Regions from separate parts of the Mus musculus genome. Here all the other regions are linked to region 1. A link is a contact called in public ChIA-PET, Hi-C and promoter capture Hi-C data. All regions are on one chromosome and are shown on one strand. The core of a region is the stretch at or near the end of the contact, and the rest is flanking DNA. Distances in the headings are between cores, read along the strand shown. Region 1 holds the start of Ccdc88c (coiled-coil domain containing 88C). Region 2 overlaps Rps6ka5 (ribosomal protein S6 kinase, polypeptide 5). Region 3 overlaps Rps6ka5 (ribosomal protein S6 kinase, polypeptide 5). Region 4 overlaps Rps6ka5 (ribosomal protein S6 kinase, polypeptide 5). Region 5 has its middle 4.0 kb from the start of Rps6ka5.

Region 1 (2,700 bases), core at 58-2,557:
TAGCCTGGAACTCAAGGCCCTCCTGGTTCAGCCCCACCAAATTCTGTGATTACAGGAACCAGAACTGACTGCCATGGCCTGAGACAGGATGTCATTGAGCCCAGGCTAGCTCTGAAGTTGTTATGTAGACAAGGATAACTTGAAGATCCTTTTGCCTCCATCTCCCCAGTACTGGGGTTACAAAGCTGTACCATCATTCCCACCCCACTTTTTTGGGTAAGATTTGTTTTACTTTTTATGAGTTTTAGTGTTCTGCCTTTATGAATGTATACCATATGTATGTCTGGTGCCCTCAGAGGCCTTGAAATTCAACTTAATGATAGTTGCGAACCATCCTGTCAGTGCCGGAAAACAAGCCCAGGCCCTCTGGAATAGAAGCAAATGCTCTTCATTGCAGAAGCCCCCCCACCTCCACCCTTTATTTGTTATTCTGACTTCCACATTTCTTGGAACCTTGCCAGTATACTGGGGGCTACAGTCTATTTATTAACAGGCTTTCCAACCAGGCAGAACTGTAATACCACATGTCATCAGCAGATGTCACATCCCTAATACGTGAAAAAGCTACGCTGCAAAATGACTAGCCAAAGGGTAGTCATTGAGTACCTGGTGTGTTCTCCCTAGGAGTGTGCCAGGGGCTTCGGGTTAACATTCCCGCATCGCAGTGAGGATTAAACTCGTCAAGACAAGAGTACATGCAACAATGGCCCAGCTCGGGGAGCGAAGTTATTACCAGGAAGTGGTGAGAACGTGGGGCTGCAGGCCTCCAAGCACACAGCCCCCGCCAGCAGGGGGCACGGCGTCCATCGCGCTGGGAGCCCAGGCTCAAAGCTGCCGCTGCGCACTGCGGCCGGGACGGGCTCTCCCGCACGGCGTGCTATGGTGGAGGGAGGGTAGAGCCATAGCAGGGGCGCACACGCGTGGGGCGGCCACACCGCCAGCATCCATCCTGAAGGAACTTCAGGAAGGGAGAAGCCGGGGAGTCGGCAAAGCAGATGCACTGATGCGCAACCCTGCAGTCTGAGGCTTACACCAAGCCTCTTCCTCTCGGGCCCAGGTCTGCGCGCGCAGGCTGCACCTGCCCGCGCACTCGGGCCGCCACGTGCTGAGGCCCCGCCCCACTCCCGTCCCCGCTCCCCCAACGCGCACCCGGCCCGGTGCGGCTCCTCTCCGCTAGGCTGCGCAGGGCACCGGGCGACCGAGGAGGGACCGCGTCGCCCCTCCCTCCCCCTCCTCGCCCCCACCTCTCGCTCTCCCCGGGCGGGCGGGGCCGCAGCCGCGCACCGTGGGCTCGCGCCCCGCCTTTGTCTCCCGCGCCCGCCGCCGGCTGCCGGAGCCGCTTTGTGCGGCGCGGCCGCGGCTCAGCATGGACGTGACGGTGTCGCAGCTCGTTGAGCTGTTTCTGCAGAGCCCTCTGGTGACCTGGGTGAGCGCTCGGAGCGGCACCGGGGACCGGGAGGCTCCGTGTCGGGTGGGCGTCCCCACGGCTTCCCACTCGGGAACGCGCACCTGTTCCCGGCGGCCGTGGGGGCGGGGAAGGGGGGTGACCCCTCCTGAAGCTCAGAGACCCGCGGTAGGGGCGCAGAGTGGGACCGTGGACCGGCGGGCTGAGCGTGCTGCCTTCCTGTGCGTCTGAGACGTGAGGATTTTGTTGAAAAGTCCTTTTTATTTATTTCTCTATTTTCCTCGCGTTCTGGGACGCTGGAGAAAAGTTAGCCAGAAGTCCTGTCCGGAGGCGGGAAAGGACCGCGGTTCGGGAAGGGTAGGCTTGCTGCCTGCGAAGAGTACCACGGTGGTTGGTGACCTCCCTGGCCTGCCTTGTCCCCCAGCGTCAGACCAACATGCTTTTGCCTCCCCGCAGGTGAAAACTTTTGGATCGTTTGGAAGCGGCCACCAGGACAACTTGACTCTGTACATGGATTTAGTGGACGGCATCTTTTTGAATCAAATCATGCTGCAAATGTAAGTTGCCTCTTCAGAGAGGATACTTTAAGAAACCTAAGATTGTAGCGTGAATGCCGGATGGCCAGGGAGGGATTCCGTTCAGGTGGGCCGTTGGACCCCCCCATCCCCCAGCACCTCATTCGAGCTAAGGAAATTTGCGGTTGACTCATTTGTAAACTCGGGCACTTGATGGTAGTCTGAGTGCTGACACCAAAAGTCCCTTTTCTTTTTGGAGGGACACAGAACTGTAAAGAGGGTCTGGTTGGTTACAGGAAATGTCCGCTGGGTCTGGAGCATCGCGGTGTGAACGCAGTTTCACTGTGGCTTGGGAACTGGGCTTCTGAATCTCCTTCTCTTCCCAATTGTTGGGGCAGATGCAGTCATTAATCGTCCTTGTGTGAATTGGGTTTAGAAGGCACACAGGCAGGCAGGCAGGCTGGCTGTTTAGAACGTTTGCTTGGGCTTAAACAGGGTCTCGTAGATACTACTTGCCGGCCGCACCTCTGACCACATCCGTTGTGGAGTTCTGCAGAGCCTGTCTGTCTGACATCTTAGCACCACTTAGGTGTTGGCTCCTACCCCTCCATTCTGTGTTTAACTTAGAAGCTTCGGGGATCCTATTGGAAGTGAGTGACAGTATGAGTCACAGGCACTTGGAACAAAATAAAACTGGATCAGCCTTTACATGTACCCACTCAGCTGGGACTGATGGAGGTGTCACACTCAGTAATCCATTAGCTAATGAAATACAGCTTG
Region 2 (2,700 bases), core at 14-2,513, 320 kb after region 1:
GGATTTCTAGATGGTGAACTAGGAGAGATGACTACATAGCTCTGCAGAAAACATGGAACCTAGTTTAACATCGTAACTAAGGTAACTTTTAGGAGCCTTTGCCAGATTATGATGGATATATATATATATGGTGGTAGTAACTATGGATGATGAACTGTATGTGTTACAGTATGTACTTTAACTCATTTAGCTCAGACAGTAACATTGTGAATCATGTCCTGTTATTCTACTTTAGCAAATTGGGAAACTCAGTCTTCAACAGGTGGTTTGCTCAATGTTACCCCAGAAGCGAGTAAAAGAATCAGTTGAAACCCAAATAGGTTTGGGCTCAAATAAGAATCCTGGTGTCACAAAAATATAAATACCCCTAAAGCCAGGTAAGCAGGGAAGTTTTCTTTTGGAGATGCTCTAGAGAGAGGATTTAGAACTAAGTACTGAAAAACAAACAAAAAACAAAAATAAAGAAGGATTATCAAGAAAGTGAGTTGCTAAGACAGACTACAGAGGAAGAACCTGGATATAATCTCACAGTTTGTGGTTTTGGATGTGGATGGCTACTAAAGAGGATGGGGTGTGTATGCAGTGTCCGCTCCATTGGCCAGAGGAGCTGTGTTAAGGGCAGTCTGGTGGAAGATGAGTGGGGCAGAGTCGGATTGGAATGTTTGAAGGGTGAATTGCAAGGACCGTAACTTTTGAGAGACTTTGTTCTGGAGGGGATTGAAATAGGGACTTCAAGGAGGTTTATTTCCTGTTTCCTTGTTTTAGGATGACTGATGCTAGATCATGCTGAAACATCCGTGTGTCACAGAGACTGAAATGGCATTAGACCGTAAATGATGATGTCAAGAACCCCGAGAAGGGGAGCATTTAGTTTACCTGGGGCTGCAGGGCAGGCTGGTGTCTGATAAGAAAGCTGCTTTTGTTAGGAAAGGACTGGGGAGAGGATGCAGGTGCATTTGTAGATTTGGTGACAGGAAGATATGGAAGTTTTGAGGGCATGATTGTTTTGTTCCTCTGTGAATTGTAAAGAAAAGGCAATGCTTTATTCAAGATAAATAGCTACATTGTTTTAAGAAAAATGTTATTCTGGTCTTTGGAAAAAGTTCTAAGATACAGAAAAACATCCTAAGAGTATTATTTTACTTTCAGGCTATGAAGAAAAGCTTGTAGCATGTTGCAGAGCAACTCACTGAAGACATTTTCAGGCCCAGCCAATCAGGCGTTTCTGTGCTTTCCATGGTCAGAGAACTGAACATAGTCTCTAGCTCATGCCAGATTCTTAGTAAGCTTAATTTTCTGTTTCCTTTTGAAGTGGTTTAAGTTTAGTTTAGTTTAGTTTTAAATTATACTTATTTTGGTACATGTATTGGGGGGAAAGACCATTACTGTTTTGTTTTGACTCAGTTTTTGCATAAGTTTTGCATATGTTTCGTTGTATAATTCTAGAATCACTGGGATAAGTGATAATACACTGCTGTCGTATATACCCAGAGTACAGTACATCTTCGAGGTATGTGATCACAGCAATAAAGTGGGCAGCGTTGTTTAAAGTGCACAGATATTAAATATAACTTTGTTCGGCTGCCAGTGCTCTCCAGAGACATGGTTTGAGGCCCAACCACAACTCGAAAAAGCTTCACAGCAGTTTACCACCTGGCAGTTGAAGGGAACTCGATGTGCTAGCATTTTCGCCGAGTTTTCAAGTTCCCATGCATTTACTAAAATTGCACTACTTGGACTTTGTAGATAGGAGTCAAGGCTTTAGCATACAGTTAATGTGTGTTGTTAGGACTATGCTGGGCACTTCCTAACTGTAGCTTATCTGGTAAGTTACTTCATAAATATTTTTTCCCATGACAGAAAAAGGGGAAAACAAACCCTTCAAATAGCAGCAGCAGACTTTTTTTCTCACTGCATACAATTGTCACCTTCTGACTGAAATTAAATTAACCCAAGAATATTGTGTTTTGTAATACTGAATAATCAAGGATAAGGTTTTATGGGAAAAGCTATTTTATAATCCTACTTGGTTGGTCCCAGAAAATGAGATTATAAAATATACATTTTCTAGTTGGTATATTAAAAGATTTTAAGCATATTAAATAAGATCAAATCAGATTGTTTTCTAAACCTACTAAAAATTGGCTAATTAAGAGTTAACCCCCTTCCCTGTTTTCCTTCCCATAAACATACTTGTGTCTTCTTATCATATGAGCCAGCCAGCTAACCAGCCAACCGTTCCAAGTCCTCTAGTTACTGAAAAGTCTTCTTTGCACAGGGCTTTGCATAGGCTTTTTATTCCACTAGTTTCTATGTTTTCTCCCCCTAGACTCTGATGTGCTTTAGTGTCAGTTCTCAACTGCTCCACAGTTATGAAGCTTGTCCCTGCTTTGCTGGTCTGATAGGATGTCTCAGTTTGAATCTATTGTCACTTCTTTGGAGTACCTGGTGCTTGAGTGTTTATTGCTCTCCTTGTTTAACAACAGAATGCTTTTCTGCCTAGTTCTTTTCCCCACTGGCTTGCACTATCTCCTTCGTTGGGTGTTTCTGATTCTCTCTCTGATTGAGCCCTCTTTTCTTGTACCCACTCTTATGCAAGATAAAATGTTATCACTGCTTGAATGATTAGCTGAGTCTCTGTTTCTAGTTTAGATCTCTTTTTGTATTCTTCATTATTCACTTCCATCAGCCTACTACACA
Region 3 (2,700 bases), core at 28-2,527, 390 kb after region 1:
TTACTGCCCCTTGCTCTAAACTCGCCCGTTGAAAGGTGTGTGTGTGTGTGTGTGTGTGTGTGTGTGTGTGTGTGTGTGTGTGTGTACATGCACATGTGGAAGTCAGAGGTTGTTAACATTAGATGTCGTCTACAATCTATCTTCACCTTATCTTTCAGAAAGGGTCTTTCTCTGCACCTGGATCTCATCAGTTAGGCTAGCTTGGGGATTTAATAGGGTCCATATGGATTCTCTTGTTTTGAACTTCCCCAGCTCTAGGAGTACAGTTGTGTGCCTCCATATCTGACTCTTTTCATGGGTTCTGGGGATTAAACTCAAGTCTTCACACTTAGAGAGCAAGCCATTTACTGACTGAGTCAAGTCTCCAGTTCAGTTAAGTCACATTTTTCTATAAAATGTTGTTCTATAGCTTCTTATGTTCCTTTGTCTTATCTTAACTATATGACATCATATATATTTGATGTTTTCCCCCTTTTGTATTTCTTGCAGCTTTTCCAAATTTTATAATATGAATAGCTTAACTTTTTTTTATATAAGTTTCCTTCTACCTATGTTCTGATACAAGAAATATAAAAACATTTTCATCTATTTTCTGGTTTTTGGAGCTCATTATTTCAACAGAAGTCGAAATTCTATGTGGAAAATAATCTGTACAAAACAGTTTTTTCTTCTAATAGTCTCTGAAAATGGTGATTTTTCAAAACACTGGCTGATCTTTGACTTTAATAATCAGTCAGGTTAATCAGTGGGATTCATCAGACATAAAAGAAGCTAATTCCAAGTGTATTTAGAACATTTTTAACAAATGCTACCTCAGTCTTGTAGACAGTTTTGTCCTGATGTGTCATCCTTTTCAATAGGAGCTAGATGTTTTAGATATTGAAGTTCATGTTTGAGTCCTAGTTTTATCTCAGAAATTGCAAAGGTGTTGATGCTTGATGAGATGGTAACAATGGTTCATTGTGCATTGTAGTAGCAGATGTCACAGAACAGACAGGAACTGCTGTCAGACATTCCTTCTTTTAAGTAAATACAGCTGATTCACAAGAGAAGGCTCCCTGTGGCGGGTTTGACGAGCTGCAAGGTGTCATCATATGAAGAGTGGGCATACAAAACTAGAAACAGAAAGGAAAGCAAGTGGGACTGGAGACTGAAAGCAGAAGAGAGACTTTCCTTGAAAGCAGGAGGTTGTAGTTTGCCTGTCAGCTCTGTGCTTGCCCTCCCACAAGTAGGCTTGTAGAAGCTGTGAGCACGCCAGCTCCGAAGCAGCTCGTGGGCTCCACCTGTGGCTCTTGCACTGCATCCTCAGTGGAAACTGCACTGGAGCCGTTCTGTAGTCCAGCAGTACTCAACATTAGGTAGTGTGTACAAACGGAAACCTGTGAGTGTGCTCTACCAAAGAAAGATGTCAGCTCCCTTTCATCAGAGAGAGTTACCCCCTTTGCTCCAACAAGGGCTTCTCGTCAGGGAGAGTAAGAGCGCCAGGAGGGTCCTTGCTTCAGCAGCACACACATTAAAATGGAAGCGTACAGAGGCTAATACGGCTCCTGCACAAGCAGGACAGGCAATTCCAGAGAAAAGGTTGTTACAAATACGGCAGAATCGGACCTTTTAGTTTTGAAATATACCAAGTGGATAAATACTATATGTTTGTTATTCACAGCAAGAGACTTTATTTGCAGTGGTGGTTCTGTTTAATAAACCCTGGAAAAGTTTGATTTATCTGTTTTTCAGAATAAGCCTGTAGACTGTGGTTACTTACTTGTTTTGAAGGGTTTGTTGTGGATGTTGACAGTTTCTAAGGTGTACACTGAATTTTAGTTACTCTCCCCCATTGCTTTACTTTCCCAGCTGCTTCACTGAATCCTTCTTCTTCCCAGGAAGCCCCCTTCCTACAGTCTTGTCTCCCTAGGCATGTTACCCATGTACCTGAGCAGGACTTCTGCATGAGCCTGCCTAGTCACTCACTAGGCAGCTTTAGACCACCAAAGAGTGACACTCCTTCCTCCAGCCACTGTTAACTTTGTAATCCTTCCGGGAGGTGTGAGGCCTCATAAACTCTTCCTCCTTCTTCGATGAAAGTTTGATGATTCTGATCTTGTACAGGGAACCTCAGCTGCAGTGAGTTTATATAGAAGGCATGTCCTGTTCAGAAGATGTTTTACATCAGCTTTCCCCAATATGGCTCTTAAATTCTTTTTGCCCCTTCTATGGTGTTCGTTTAATATTGAGGGTTTGTGTATATGTGATATGCACTTCCTTTAACAGCTGAGCACTCCATAGTCACTTATTCTCCATACTTTTAACCAGTTATGAATCCTAGTATTTTAACCACCACAAAAAGGGCCTCTGCTGAAGGCTGCACTCATCTATGAGTACAAAGATAAGTCTATAAAAGGCAGTTCTTACTATATTTGTTTAGCAAAATAATAATAGTAAGTTCTCCCCTTTGGACTATGGCATTCATACATTGGTTTTGCGGCTGGGCTTACAGTCCTAGACGAGAGTACTGTCCTGTGGGGTAGGCTTCTCCATCTACCAGAAGGTAGCATGTTGCCCCCATGGCATTATGCCAGTATTGCAACAGCCAGGTTGATTAGCACTGTAGCTCAGAGTTTATCTTTGGGTAAGAATCTTAAAGACTTACCTTCTAGGAGCCTTCATAGAATCTCTTACACCTAAAGCTCCATCGCTGTCTTT
Region 4 (2,700 bases), core at 142-2,641, 460 kb after region 1:
TGTATTTTGAAACCTTAATTTTCACATTTTTAAATCAAATTGATAGCTCCTAAACAGTAATGTATGGGATTCTGTTCTACATAGTTACACACGAGGCCCTGCCTTGGTTTAATAAGCTGTCCTATCTATATGTGCTTCAGTATGCTCACGACTGTGGTATTTATAGACCTGGAGAGCAGTGCAGAGCAACAACTTTTTATATTTCCTTAAGAAGGCTAATTAAGAAGGTTTTAACTCAGAATGATCCATTTTTAGTATCAAAAATATGAAAATTCCTCTCTTTTTAAAAATAAGTAATAATGAGCTTGGAAAACAAAAGCCAATGACTTTTTTTTTAAAAATTATCCTTTACCAAATGAGAAATTATATATATTTCTGCTCTAAAATAGGATATTATTTTTAGTTTCTATGTGATCATAATATATTTTCAAGTCTATTTAAAATATTAATGGGCTTGATGTTCCTTTTTTATTAAATCAAAAAAGAATATTTCTGTAAAAGCAATTTTTTTAATCTTGTGCTTAAATTATTTAAAAATGTTTTAAAAAGATGGGCAGTAGAGGTACATACTTTTATCCCAGCCCTTGGGAGGCAGAGGAAGTGAGATCTCTAAGTTCAAGGCCAGCCTGGTCGACAGAGTGAGTTCAGGACAGCCAGGACCACACTGAGAAAACCTTTCTCAAACAAAATTGATATTTTAAAAGTGGAAACATAGGGCTGGTGAATTGGCTCAGAAGGTAAGAGCACTAACTGCTCTTCTGAAGATTCCTGAGTTCAAATCCCAGCAACCACATGGTGACTCACAACCACATGTAATGAGACCTGATGCCCTCTTCTGGTGTGTCTGAGGACAGCTACAGTATATGTATTCAAATACAGTTCTCTGTATCTGTGGAGGATTGGTACCGAAGCTCCCTATGGATATCAAACCTCTTACATGAAATTGAATATTATTTTATTTTCATATAACCTACGTGATCCTTTCGTATACTTTAAATCCTCTCTCTAAGTTATTTATGATATCTATTTTGATGTAAATGATAAATATGTATATTTTAGGGAATAATCACAAAAAATCTTTTCATATTCTGTACAGTTTTGAAGGGGTTTTTGTTGCTTTTTTTTGTGGGTAGATTGTTTTGTTTTGTTTTGTTTTTTTGTCTGTTTGTTTGAAGTTTTTAGTGGGTAGTAGTTTGAACCCACAGTTGTGATCCTCAGGGGTACAGAAGACAATTGATTTATTCCTTTAAAGGTTTTAAATTTTTGAGTACTTTATTACTGTTCTTCCCATTGCTAGTAATTAATCAGAAGTGGCTTGTGTCGTAGGAACTCACAGCTCTGCTAGCTCCCCTCGGCTTCCTTCATCCCAATTCTCACTCTCCTACGTAACACCCACTGAAAACATGGTGCTCTGGGCTCCGAGATGAGCTGTCTAGTTTAAATGTGAGAGCACACTACTTAAACGTTTGCTTGATAGACAAGGAACAGGCATGTAGTTTTTTAATGGAAAAGATCTGTTCCATGACTGTATAGAACTCATTTTCACATGTTTTATTCTTTGATAACTGGCCATCTGTCATCTCATGGTGTCTCGAATGAGGCACATGTCCTCGGCAGCAGAATTTAAATTTGTCTTCTTCCTTTCCTGATCAAATAGATGCTTTTGTAGCTTGAAGTGAAGCAGAAATGTCAGATTACACTATATGTTCTACCATCATTTTATTCTTAAACTGGGTTTTAGGAAAGTAAAAACGTACCTTTGAACTAGCACTTTCCTAACTATAGCTCTCACTTTGACTTTTAAATGGCAGAGTATATTATTTCCAAACTAAAAGTTGAATCCCTTTCCTAGGCAGCATTTTAGTTGTGACTGTTTAGATAGTTAGATGGCGTTCTTTTTCTACATAGACAGAACTCTAAGCTCTAGGTGAGAACCAGACAGATTTAGAAGCTGACTGGCATTCTTAGAGGGCTGCTTGGTAGTCTTCATATTGATCCTCTTAAAGGATTAAGAAAGTTCTGTATATGATAGTATTTTCAGGCAGAAACCGAGATGAGGATAGAAGTGGCTCAACTGTTACTTTTGTCCCTTCCTGGCCATGCACACACCCATGTGGAACTGTCCTGATACTTCCCTTGCTACCCTGGGGCAGGAGGAAGTAAGCAGTAAGCTCTGGTTTTACGTGTTCTATGAGAGGAGGGTTAGAGTCGCCAGTGTAAAGGGAATGCCCTCACTTCCTCCAAGATGACCAAAGAATTCCTTCATTAGTCTTAGTGGAACAAACCCGTTCTTGCCAGAGCCTTGACAGGCCCTGTGGAGATGGAGCCAAACGTGCTTCTGGTAAGATGTGTAGCACACCGCCTGGCACTGCACAGAGAACCTCTAGTATAATTGCTGAAGGACCGATATGTCCCAAGAAAACACCCATGATTGGTGACCTCAGTCGTCAAAAATCAAGGTCTGAGCATTGTATGATAGAAAACTATTTCAATTTTTCCTTTCTTTGTTTTTTCCACCCCCTTCTTTTTTTACATTAAGTTTTTCTGTTTTATAATTTCATAACTGAGTACTGTCTTTACATCATTTGCACTTACCTTCTCCCCACTCCACCTACCCTGCCCCCTCACTCCTGCTGGCTGCTTGAGATTAGGTAATCTGTCAGGGTTTATCCTTGGAGAAAACCGAGTTTCCCTTTCTGG
Region 5 (2,700 bases), core at 43-2,542, 300 kb after region 1:
TAAAACCCTTGTTGCACTAGCGTGAGGGCGTGAGCTCAGAGTCCCAGAGCTCAGGCTCACATTAATGTTCCCAGTGTACCTATGGCAAAATGGGAGGCAGAGACAAGAAAATCCCTGGAAACTCATGGGCCAGCAAGGCTAGCTATCCACCACAGTGACAAAAATACCCTGCCTCTGACTAGGTACAAAATAAGGACTAGGACATAAAGGGGTCGGAGTACAATTTCAGGAGTTGGTCCTCATTTTCCACCTAGTTGGAGGCAGAGGACATCCAGGGATAAGGAACTGGCACACTTGTATAGAGCACACTACCTCAGTAAGCCAGGCCACCAGCTTGCCTGTGAATAACAACTGTATGACCAATAGGGGGTTGGAGGACAATTTCAGGTGTCACACAGACAGACAGACAGACAGACAGACACACACATCATATAAACATACCATACACACTACACACATACATACACACACCATATACACACTACACACACACATACATACATACATGCACACACACACACACACACACACACACACACACACACTCTACACACATACAGTGAAATAACTTTTTAAAAACACTATCCCAATTATATCATTCTCCACTTTAAATCCCTTTCATGGATAAATCTCATAAATATTAATAAGGCCAGGCATATACCTTGTGATTATGTCTTTGCATACATCTCATAGCAAGCTCCTGGTTATGGTAATAAAAGCTCCACTGGCTTTCTCTTGGTCTCTCAAGTGCAACAGGTTCTTTATCTGTCTTGGAACATCATCTGAAAACTCTCTTCCCCTGAACAATGCCCCTGTGAAATAGTGTAGGGTACATAACACTTTTGTCGTGGACCATCCTGCCACCTCAGTAGCTTGTACTTAAAAGACTTATTGCAGGTCAGGTGGTTTTGCTTCCAGAAAGAACTCAGTCCAGGAGTCTTCCAAAACGAAGTGCCTCCGTATTCAAAATGTGGCTTGTTGTGCATGGTGGCACGTGCCTTTGATCCCAGTATTCGGGAGGCAGAGGCAGGCAGATCTGTGAGAGTTTCGACCAGCCTTGTTTACAGAGTGAGTTCCAGGAGAGCCACAGCTATAGAGTGAGACCCTGTCTCAACAACAAAATGAGAGAGGTGTGTAGAGCGGGGCGGGAGGAGGGGAAGCTTTCGTGGTTGCTGCAGAAGGCAAAAGCTAGTGTGGGAAACTGCAACCGCGCATGGGGTGACTTGGCTAGTTTTGAAAGTGTCTGGCCGTGTCTGCCCACTGGCCAACTGTCATAAGAACCAAGCTACAAAAGGACTGAAAAAAGAAAAAAGTTCTTCCTGTTTGCCCAAGAAGAGGAAATGAGATTGGCGCGCATTAGGACAGTTTTTTTTTTTTTCAAAGTTCTGGTTAATCTTATGCATCTTTAAAGATTCTGAATAAAAAAAAAAAATACTTCCATACAAAGGCTTTCCAGCAACTCTAACCTAAACAGGCACTCCTGATGCATCCCATTATAGCACGTTGATATACATTTTCAGTGTGAGCAAAATGAAAAGCTTGCAGTTTCTTTATGTAGAATCACCTAGAATTTATTTCCATTCCTAAACTGTAATCTCAATAAGGAACAAGGATGGCATCTGTCTTGTGTGCACTGTGCCCTTGACACCTACCACAGTAATTGGCACATAATGGGAATGAAAGTTGTTGCACGAACAAATGAACAATTGCACACAGCTGTTGATCAGCTCTGCATAGCGCTGCTAAGTATGAAGTCACAGTGTAGCAGAACAGGCATGCCAGGCAGGTTCACCCAGGGAGCTGTGGGGCACCGATCTAATGGGGGCACCTAGATGTCTCCACTCTCTCTTTTTCTCTCTCTCTTCCTTTCTTCCTTTCTTTCTTTCTTTCTTCCTTCCTTTCTTTCTTTCTTTCTTTCTTTCTTTCCTTTCTTTCTTCCTTCCTTCCTCCCTTCCTTTCTTCCTCCCTCCCTCCCTCCCTCCCTTCTTTCTTTCTTTCTTTCTTCCTTCTTTCTTTCTTTCTTTCTTTCTTTCTTTCTTTCTTTCTTTCCTTTCTTTCTTCCTTCCTTCCTTCCTTCCTTCCTCCCTTCCTTTCTTCCTCCCTCCCTCCCTCCCTTCTTTCTTTCTTCCTTCCTTCCTTCCTTCCTTCCTTACTTCCTTCCTTCCTTCCTTCCTTCCTCCTTCCTTCCTTCCTTTCTTTCCTTCTTTCTTTCTTGATTTATTTATTATATGTAAGTACATTGTAGCTGTCTTCAGATACCTCAGAATAGTGTAGCCTCCCCCAGCCTGAAGCTGTACAGACCTTGTCAACACTGAGGTGGGGCCACCTGCAGTGCTGCTTTCGGACTTGGCTGGCTTCTTTTGAAGTGACAATTGCCCTGAGATTCTGCTACCTGCTGAGAGGCTGAACATGTCTTCCGGAGAGGTTCTTGAGGTAGCTGACTACCTGTGAAATTGGCGACTTACTGCTAATGGCTCTGCTCTGGCGGACTAGTGCTAACAACTTGGCAACAAAACAGCGCAGACTGCTAATAAACACTGAGCCTTGAACAGGGAATCATCTTGGCTCCATTATTTCTCTCGACCGGCTAGTTTCTCTCTTTCAGCTCCAGCCTGCTTCCCCGGTGTACGGTACCGGGTCCTTGTAAGCCTCGGGCCAGCTTGCTACAGAATAGGACATCAGATCTCATTTAGGATGTTT

The links. Promoter capture Hi-C pulls out the DNA fragments that hold promoters and counts their contacts. Hi-C and Micro-C count contacts between places; a contact is called where the count stands out from the background. ChIA-PET counts read pairs in DNA pulled down with a chosen protein or histone mark.
Region 2: a Hi-C map of pre-B cells shows a contact between it and region 1, with 2.7 times the contacts expected there. The contact joins the enhancer-like site here to the promoter of Ccdc88c in region 1. A contact is called at or near these places in 14 of 39 promoter capture datasets (the C10 cell line, the HPC-7 cell line, cranial neural crest and 8 more), 12 of 484 Hi-C or Micro-C datasets (the G1E-ER4 cell line, cerebral cortex, embryonic stem cells and 5 more), 1 of 115 datasets of contacts at active chromatin or transcription factors (memory CD8 T cells) and 4 of 9 other capture datasets (adipose tissue, embryonic stem cells, liver and 1 more).
Region 3: a contact with region 1 is called in an RNA polymerase II ChIA-PET map of memory CD8 T cells, with 21 read pairs. The contact joins the enhancer-like site here to the promoter of Ccdc88c in region 1. A contact is called at or near these places in 2 of 39 promoter capture datasets (embryonic stem cells and neutrophils) and 1 of 115 datasets of contacts at active chromatin or transcription factors (memory CD8 T cells).
Region 4: a contact with region 1 is called in a promoter capture Hi-C map of hippocampal neurons, with 2.6 times the contacts expected there. The contact joins the enhancer-like site here to the promoter of Ccdc88c in region 1. A contact is called at or near these places in 12 of 39 promoter capture datasets (the 3T3-L1 cell line, the C10 cell line, the HPC-7 cell line and 8 more), 9 of 484 Hi-C or Micro-C datasets (the HPC-7 cell line, brown adipocytes, cerebellar granule neurons and 6 more) and 4 of 9 other capture datasets (adipose tissue, liver, macrophages and 1 more).
Region 5: a contact with region 1 is called in a promoter capture Hi-C map of the HPC-7 cell line. The contact joins the enhancer-like site here to the promoter of Ccdc88c in region 1. A contact is called at or near these places in 12 of 39 promoter capture datasets (the HPC-7 cell line, cranial neural crest, embryonic stem cells and 7 more), 10 of 484 Hi-C or Micro-C datasets (the G1E-ER4 cell line, embryonic stem cells, erythroblasts and 4 more), 1 of 115 datasets of contacts at active chromatin or transcription factors (memory CD8 T cells) and 4 of 9 other capture datasets (adipose tissue, embryonic stem cells, liver and 1 more).

Annotation. Positions count from the first base shown.
Region 1 is chr12:101,027,498-101,030,197 of GRCm38.p6, reverse strand. It overlaps Ccdc88c (coiled-coil domain containing 88C), which reads left to right and starts at 1,307. Exons shown (of 30, transcript NM_026681.5): 1 at 1,307-1,426; 2 at 1,862-1,962. The coding sequence starts at 1,367.
Region 2 is chr12:100,710,159-100,712,858 of GRCm38.p6, reverse strand. The region is part of intron 1 of Rps6ka5 (ribosomal protein S6 kinase, polypeptide 5); the gene reads left to right. Among named protein-coding and RNA genes, the nearest start is that of Rps6ka5, 14 kb to the left of the region's middle. Within about 2 kb of position 1,263, at least 63 of the 459 cell types and tissues checked have an H3K27ac peak or open chromatin away from gene starts, as enhancers often do. A contact at or near this core is called in the G1E-ER4 cell line, the HPC-7 cell line, hematopoietic stem and progenitor cells and 2 more, where this site is marked.
Region 3 is chr12:100,638,413-100,641,112 of GRCm38.p6, reverse strand. The region is part of intron 3 of Rps6ka5 (ribosomal protein S6 kinase, polypeptide 5); the gene reads left to right. Among named protein-coding and RNA genes, the nearest start is that of Rps6ka5, 85 kb to the left of the region's middle. Within about 2 kb of position 1,277, at least 117 of the 459 cell types and tissues checked have an H3K27ac peak or open chromatin away from gene starts, as enhancers often do. A contact at or near this core is called in memory CD8 T cells and neutrophils, where this site is marked.
Region 4 is chr12:100,567,767-100,570,466 of GRCm38.p6, reverse strand. All of the region lies in intron 13 of Rps6ka5 (ribosomal protein S6 kinase, polypeptide 5), which reads left to right. Among named protein-coding and RNA genes, the nearest start is that of Ttc7b, 48 kb to the right of the region's middle. Within about 2 kb of position 1,391, at least 22 of the 459 cell types and tissues checked have an H3K27ac peak or open chromatin away from gene starts, as enhancers often do. A contact at or near this core is called in cortical neurons and hippocampal neurons, where this site is marked.
Region 5 is chr12:100,727,788-100,730,487 of GRCm38.p6, reverse strand. No RefSeq gene overlaps it. Among named protein-coding and RNA genes, the nearest start is that of Rps6ka5, 4.0 kb to the right of the region's middle. Within about 2 kb of position 1,292, at least 46 of the 459 cell types and tissues checked have an H3K27ac peak or open chromatin away from gene starts, as enhancers often do. A contact at or near this core is called in the G1E-ER4 cell line, the HPC-7 cell line, hematopoietic stem and progenitor cells and 1 more, where this site is marked.